2 separate regions of the Mus musculus genome follow, and region 2 is linked to region 1. Evidence: chromatin contacts called from public Hi-C data. All regions are on one chromosome and are shown on one strand. Each heading gives the region's core, a stretch centred on a gene start, on an enhancer-like site or on the middle of the called end of the contact. The rest is flanking DNA. Distances are from core to core; before and after follow the strand shown. Region 1 overlaps Opcml (opioid binding protein/cell adhesion molecule-like). Region 2 overlaps Opcml (opioid binding protein/cell adhesion molecule-like).

Region 1 (2,888 bases), core at 181-2,680:
GTCTGCAGTCTTACAGGCAATGTTAAAGTCTACACTTGGGATGTCATATATTCATGGAGCAATGGGATGGCAAGTTTCACACCCGGACGAGACACTGCGTAGTTAACTAAATACCCTTGGATTTTTCTTCCAGGCCAGGAGGATGTGATGACACAGGATCGCCCTCAGCTAACCATCTGTGATGGCAGCGTGTGTTGGGGCTATTTCACAATTGAAGGCTTTAGATTTCCTGTGCCAGGGCACGACTTTTTATGAGTCTTAGGAAGACACAGCCCCTCAGTCTAACCCTGTGCGGTGCACTTGGGCCCTGATGCAAATTATGAGGCCTTTGTGTTTTTATGGGCTGGGACCAAGAAGAGCAAGCATGTAGCTTTTATGCACCGACATCATTCCTGTGTGAGAAGCACAATAGGGAAGCTTTTTGTTTTAGCTTAATGAGTTACAGAGAATCACTTCCATGCTCCAGGCAGAGGGGTGGAGATGCTTGGAATATGAACCTTTGGGGACTGGGCCTGCTGCAGCAGAGACTTTAATAAAAATGCAGCCACCACTTTCCACGAGCTCAGCAGATATCATCTTTTATCCCTTTAATGAGGCAGTTCTGGTCCTAGGAGACAGATTCAGGGACATCCCAGCTTAAGTATGTCTCAGTGTACACAGGGTGAATGTGTTTGCCCTGCCTATGACTTTGATGGTTATAGTGAAAATAAAATATTCTGACCCAGATTCTGCAGCCAGAATGCCTGGCTTCTACAAGGAGATATTGAGGGTGGGATTTCCTTCTTCCTGTTCTCTGTGCTTTTCCTTGTGGAGTCCTTCCAACACACACAGATATCTCCCAGAGGAAGAAATCTTTTCACATGAACCCTAGGGTTAAATTTGGATCCCTTCTGCCTTGGGAGGTTCGTAGGTAAATCATCTTTTCAGCTAGTGAAAGATCCCAAAGTCCTGTCTTCTTGACCTGCATGGTCCTAAAGACAGCATGAGTTACAAGTGCTTCTCATCTTTTGAGCACCCCTTAGCTTGTAGTGGATGAGAGTGCCTTATCCTTATTGTGTTGCTTCAAGGAAAGTTCCAGGTCTGCTCTTTGAGGTATGATTTGTGGGACTTCACTTTTGCAGGGGACTGGTGGTTCAAAGGTGCCAAAAGCATCTAACCGCAGTGTATGTGAACCCAGGAAATGTGGATAGTAGTAGTAGTGGCAAAAGAGTTTCAACACTGCCAAATACCTCTTGTTCTTTCAGTCTTTTGTTAGAGGCAATGAATTGTTTCATAAACAAGGGGGATATCACTAATAAATTTACAAATTCTGCTGTCCTCCTCCTTCCTGTCCCTGAAAATTAAATAAAAAACTTAGAAACTTGAGCTTCTGCCTTCTGGGTGCAGTAAGACAGTTCTACCAGCAGAGGGCGAGCTTCAAGCTTCAATCTCTCTCTCTCTCTCTCTCTCTCTCTCTCTCTCTCTCTTATTAGCTACTGGCCTGTTTTCATGATCTTCAATTCTAATGTTTAACAGCTGGGCTTGGTAATGGGAAAGGGGAATAAAAAAGGAAAAGCTGAATGGTTGCTTTTCATGCTTTGTGGAAACAACAATGTGTATGTTCAACTATGACTGCTGCTGCTTACCTGACCGTTGTGGTAGCTGACTTTTAAAAGTCAGCACAAGCCATGTTGATTTTGTCTCTCTTCTCTCTTCTGCCCCTTTCCCCTGCTATAGACAAACCTATCCCTGTGCCCACCTATTACTCTCTGGATCTCCTCTACAGATTTTACCTCGTGTAATCTTCTCTTCCATTGCTCTAATCTTACAAGGTGCCTCCACCGGACACTCTTTTCTTGTTACCTATGGTCTCCTTCACTTCTTCCCACCATCATTAATTCTTACTATTCTCTATGCTAAAATAGCTTGCTACTACCTCAACATTTCTTGAAAGAACATAAACAGTCCATGCAGATTTCTGCAGCTCAGCTTTCAACCTCTCTCTTTTTCCTTGTCTACTAATCTGTTCTATGAGCTGTGTTCCTTTCTTATCAGTAAGACGAGGTACTCAGTTGTTTCACTGAGAGGCCATGTTCTCAGTAAGGGGAAACCCACAGTCTTGGCCTCAGGGAAATCTATCATATGGTTTTTGGTAGTATTTTTGTTTTCTAAAACTTACAATTCATTTTACCTCTTCATTTTTTGCAATACTGGGGATCAAACTCAAGGCCTTATGCATGCTAGATAAGAGTAGTGCTATAGCCTTATAGATTTTCCTATAGCCTTATAGCTCTATGTAAAATGACTTTTATGACTCCTTGAAAGAGTTCATTAGGGGTTTATTTCTTGGGAAGTTAGTGTTCCGAATGTATCAACGAGTTAAATGATACACCTATCAGAATTAGTAAACCCCCTTGAAGGTGTCTGTTCCAGGTCACATGACCTCTTAGTTCCTAAATCCTGAACAAAGTCAGGCAAGGAGCAGAGACCAGAAGGTAAAGCCAAGATATCCTAAGCTTGTGTACACACTCAATTCCCTGTGAAAATTTCCCCAGCTCAGAGAGGACAATTGCTTCCTGTGGGAGATCAGTTTTGTTTTGACAGGCCCTTGATTGTGCTGAGAGACCTTAGGAAGTGACGTGCTACAGCATGCTACAGAAGACTGAAGTTTTCAGTATAGATAAAAACTCATTTTATATAAATGAGGCCATATTATCATCCCTGTAACTATTCATAGGGCTGCTTGGAAAGTAAAAATAATTATTTTAATACTGAGTTATTTTGCCTTTTCGAAGAGAGATGATATGGAAAATGGAGGTGCTATTCTTTATAGTTGAATTATACCTTCTATGAATCTGATTTGAATTCATTATTACAAATGGGCCCTCTTGGCCGGAATCATTTCATTA
Region 2 (2,979 bases), core at 59-2,558, 84 kb after region 1:
TATGTACATTTATATGCTTTTCTTTTTGTGTTATGAATTAATTTCCCATGTGCTGTTAATTAGATGCAGGGAAGAAATTCTCTAGAAGTGATGCCTGCCTTGAATTTCAGGCATTGTGGAAAGCAAGGCAGGGTAAAGACCTACTGAGGTTCCTTGTCCTACCTCCACTGGACCCTCCAGCAGAGCCTCTTCGGATGGCAGTACCAGGTCCCTGCAAACCTGAGGTATTTTGTCTTCTTTCAGTTCCTCAGTCCTTGACATGTAGATAGAAGGGCAAAGAAAATTAATCATGTTGAAATAAAATTGTGAAAATAGTTTTAAATGAGATATGCTTTGTGATTTATGTGTTAAATTAAATCTGACAGTGAGCCTAACAATTAATAAGTGTGAAGCAGTATATTTCCAGATAGGGACAACAAGTACAGACTGGATTCTGCTATGCTTTCTTCGAGGAAGAAGGTCAGAGTTACCAGCCACCCCTTGGAATCGGGGCTCTGCAGTTATAAATAAGGGGTGCACTACATTTCAATTAGACGTTAGTGGATACCAAAATGTAATTTTCCTCCCTATTAAAGTGGTCAGACATCTCTGAATTCTAGTTACAGGCCCCAAGGAACTGACTATAGCTTCCATATTCATAACTTCTGCTCTGCATTGCCTTCTGGATCACTGAGGGACTTTTGTTTAGAAAGGGCATGAAAAGATGTATGGGACATGTCAGTTGTCTATGATTGGGAGGAGAAGCAGCGAGCCAGAATTGCTGTTTTTATCTGGGTTATGCTACTGGGATGCATAATTATTTGCTGAGTAACGGCTAGCTTTCCATCTAAATGTAAGCTCAGTTGACAGAGGTTTAGGAGGTAAGAACACTGCAATAAGCTTAATTACCAATTACAAAGTTACATATCCAACCCTTTCCTGACTTTAAACAATAACCTCTCACTCTGGGTAGTTTCCTTTCCAATCATGGATTGAATTACACAAACTGTACACATGGCTACATTTAAATCTGAACCAAAATATAAGTGAGCATGCACACACACACACACACACACACACACACACACACACACACACACACACTTATTTTTCACCATGCAGAATTGTAAGGTAAACAAATGGTTTAACTTCCAACACCCTGTCTGGCCTTAATTGATTCTTCTTACCCAACTGTGCATTTTAACATGTTTCAAGTTAGAGAAATCTTCTAGCACTAATTCGACACTGCAACCGTTTATGAGCCCTTTAATGGGCAGAGAGGGATTGATCTAATGTCTCAGCATGGTTGAGAAGCATGCTGAGTGGCACCTGCTTGGTACCAAGGGCTGAGCAGGGGCCAGCGTCTGTAACAACTAAGAGTAGGAGAGCATTTCCTCACATGAGACACAAATGCTGATGGAGGGGTAGGTACCCTCCAAGCAAGTTAAACTCTGCCTGGTGAGAAGGATGGCATCTTAGAAGTTTATTTATTCAAAGAAAACTAAGGATAATATTTAATATGGAAACCACGTTTTCCAGTTTGAACTTCCTAGATGGGGAAGAAAGGTTGTCTTCTCATCTTCAGCCCCATCGAGGATGTTTAGAAAAACTTCTGACTTTCACAGGATCGAAATGTAAAGGAGGAGAGCATTGTTGGCCCACACTCAATGGAAAAGAACCGGCAACTACTGAAACCTGTGCCTTAGATGTGTCTGTAACTTGGCCAAGAAGAGTAGCCTCTGTCTCCTCAGTGGGAATGACCTCATTTTTGGATGCTTGTCCTTGCTCAGTCATTAGCTAACCTGCTGGGACTACTTTGCCTTCTCTGCTGGTCCTGATCCGGTCTGATCCTTTCTTCATGGAGCTGTGCTTTGCGATTACTGGCCTCTCTTGAGGATTATATTCTTTGAGACATGAGCATGACTTCTGCCTGGCTCCATGCTAGTGTCCATAGCAAGATGACCTCTTTATGTGGGGATCTCCACAGCATGGGATGATAGCATCTCCCTTCATCCTGGCCTGCTCGGTTCCCACCTGTCTTCTCATGTCATTTCACTACAGTTGGCATATTATGTCATTCCATGTTTATTTTTGTTATGAATAACCATGACATTTAGATTTATTTCCTGCAGGGAACAGCTTTTTCTGGTGTCTCATCAAAGCCTAAAATAATCATCTAAGACCACTAAGGGTAGCAGGGCTTATTCTTAGTGTAAGATAAAAAACCTAGTACAGTTAGAGGTTTCCTGTGGACACTTGGGAAAGAAGCATGAAGTTGGTGTTCAGCAACCTGTACAGAACAAATGAGTTAATTAAATAGACATATCTTCAGATGATAGTGCTACATCCTTAGAAGTCTGAACCTTGGACTGTAACTATAAGTTTTGGATGTAAGCCACATCTGTTCCTATTCTAGCTGCCCCCAAATTGACATAAACATCCATTAGGTTTATGAACCAGCTGCAAGCCTAGGCTGTGCAGGTTCTGACCTATTCTAACTCTCTAAGGGTGCTTAGTTCCCAACCACATGGTCCTTTCCCATTAGTCTGAGTCTGCCCTGGCCTTCTCAGGTCTATCTGTGTACTCGTGGCAAATCTCTTGGCAGCCTGTTCATCCTGACTTCTCCTGGATCTTTGGCTTCATGACCACCTTTGGTTTCTCTAACTTCTTTTCCTCATTGTTCTTCCTCTACCTCCCTCTACGTGGAATCCCTGGCTGGGATCAGAAGTCCAGCCTTTATATCTCTTCTGCTCACTCACAGACTGATCAGTTATTAACAAATCAGAAATAATTAGGGAGAATTCTTTACACAACATTGATGCAGGAGATGTTTCAATAATAACAATGATACTAGTGTCTTGGCTGTAACCATATTTCTGGGCACAGAAATCAGCATCTGAATATACAATGCACAAAACCAACTGCCAACACTAAATTCCTAAATTCTCCCAACACCCAACCACACAGTCCCACAAGTCATTCAACTTCTGAATATTAGTT

Evidence for each region. Hi-C and Micro-C count contacts between places; a contact is called where the count stands out from the background.
Region 2: a contact with region 1 is called in a Hi-C map of cerebellar granule neurons, with 2.4 times the contacts expected there. The contact joins two enhancer-like sites. A contact is called at or near these places in 10 of 484 Hi-C or Micro-C datasets (brain, cerebellar granule neurons, cerebellum and 3 more), 1 of 115 datasets of contacts at active chromatin or transcription factors (embryonic stem cells) and 3 of 9 other capture datasets (adipose tissue, liver and pancreatic islet).

What each region holds. Positions count from the first base shown.
Region 1 is chr9:28,404,616-28,407,503 of GRCm38.p6, forward strand. All of the region lies in intron 2 of Opcml (opioid binding protein/cell adhesion molecule-like), which reads left to right. Among named protein-coding and RNA genes, the nearest start is that of Gm39313, 9.9 kb to the left of the region's middle. Within about 2 kb of position 1,431, at least 6 of the 459 cell types and tissues checked have an H3K27ac peak or open chromatin away from gene starts, as enhancers often do. A contact at or near this core is called in cerebellar granule neurons, where this site is marked.
Region 2 is chr9:28,488,718-28,491,696 of GRCm38.p6, forward strand. The region is part of intron 2 of Opcml (opioid binding protein/cell adhesion molecule-like); the gene reads left to right. Among named protein-coding and RNA genes, the nearest start is that of Gm39313, 94 kb to the left of the region's middle. Within about 2 kb of position 1,309, at least 1 of the 459 cell types and tissues checked has an H3K27ac peak or open chromatin away from gene starts, as enhancers often do. A contact at or near this core is called in cerebellar granule neurons, where this site is marked.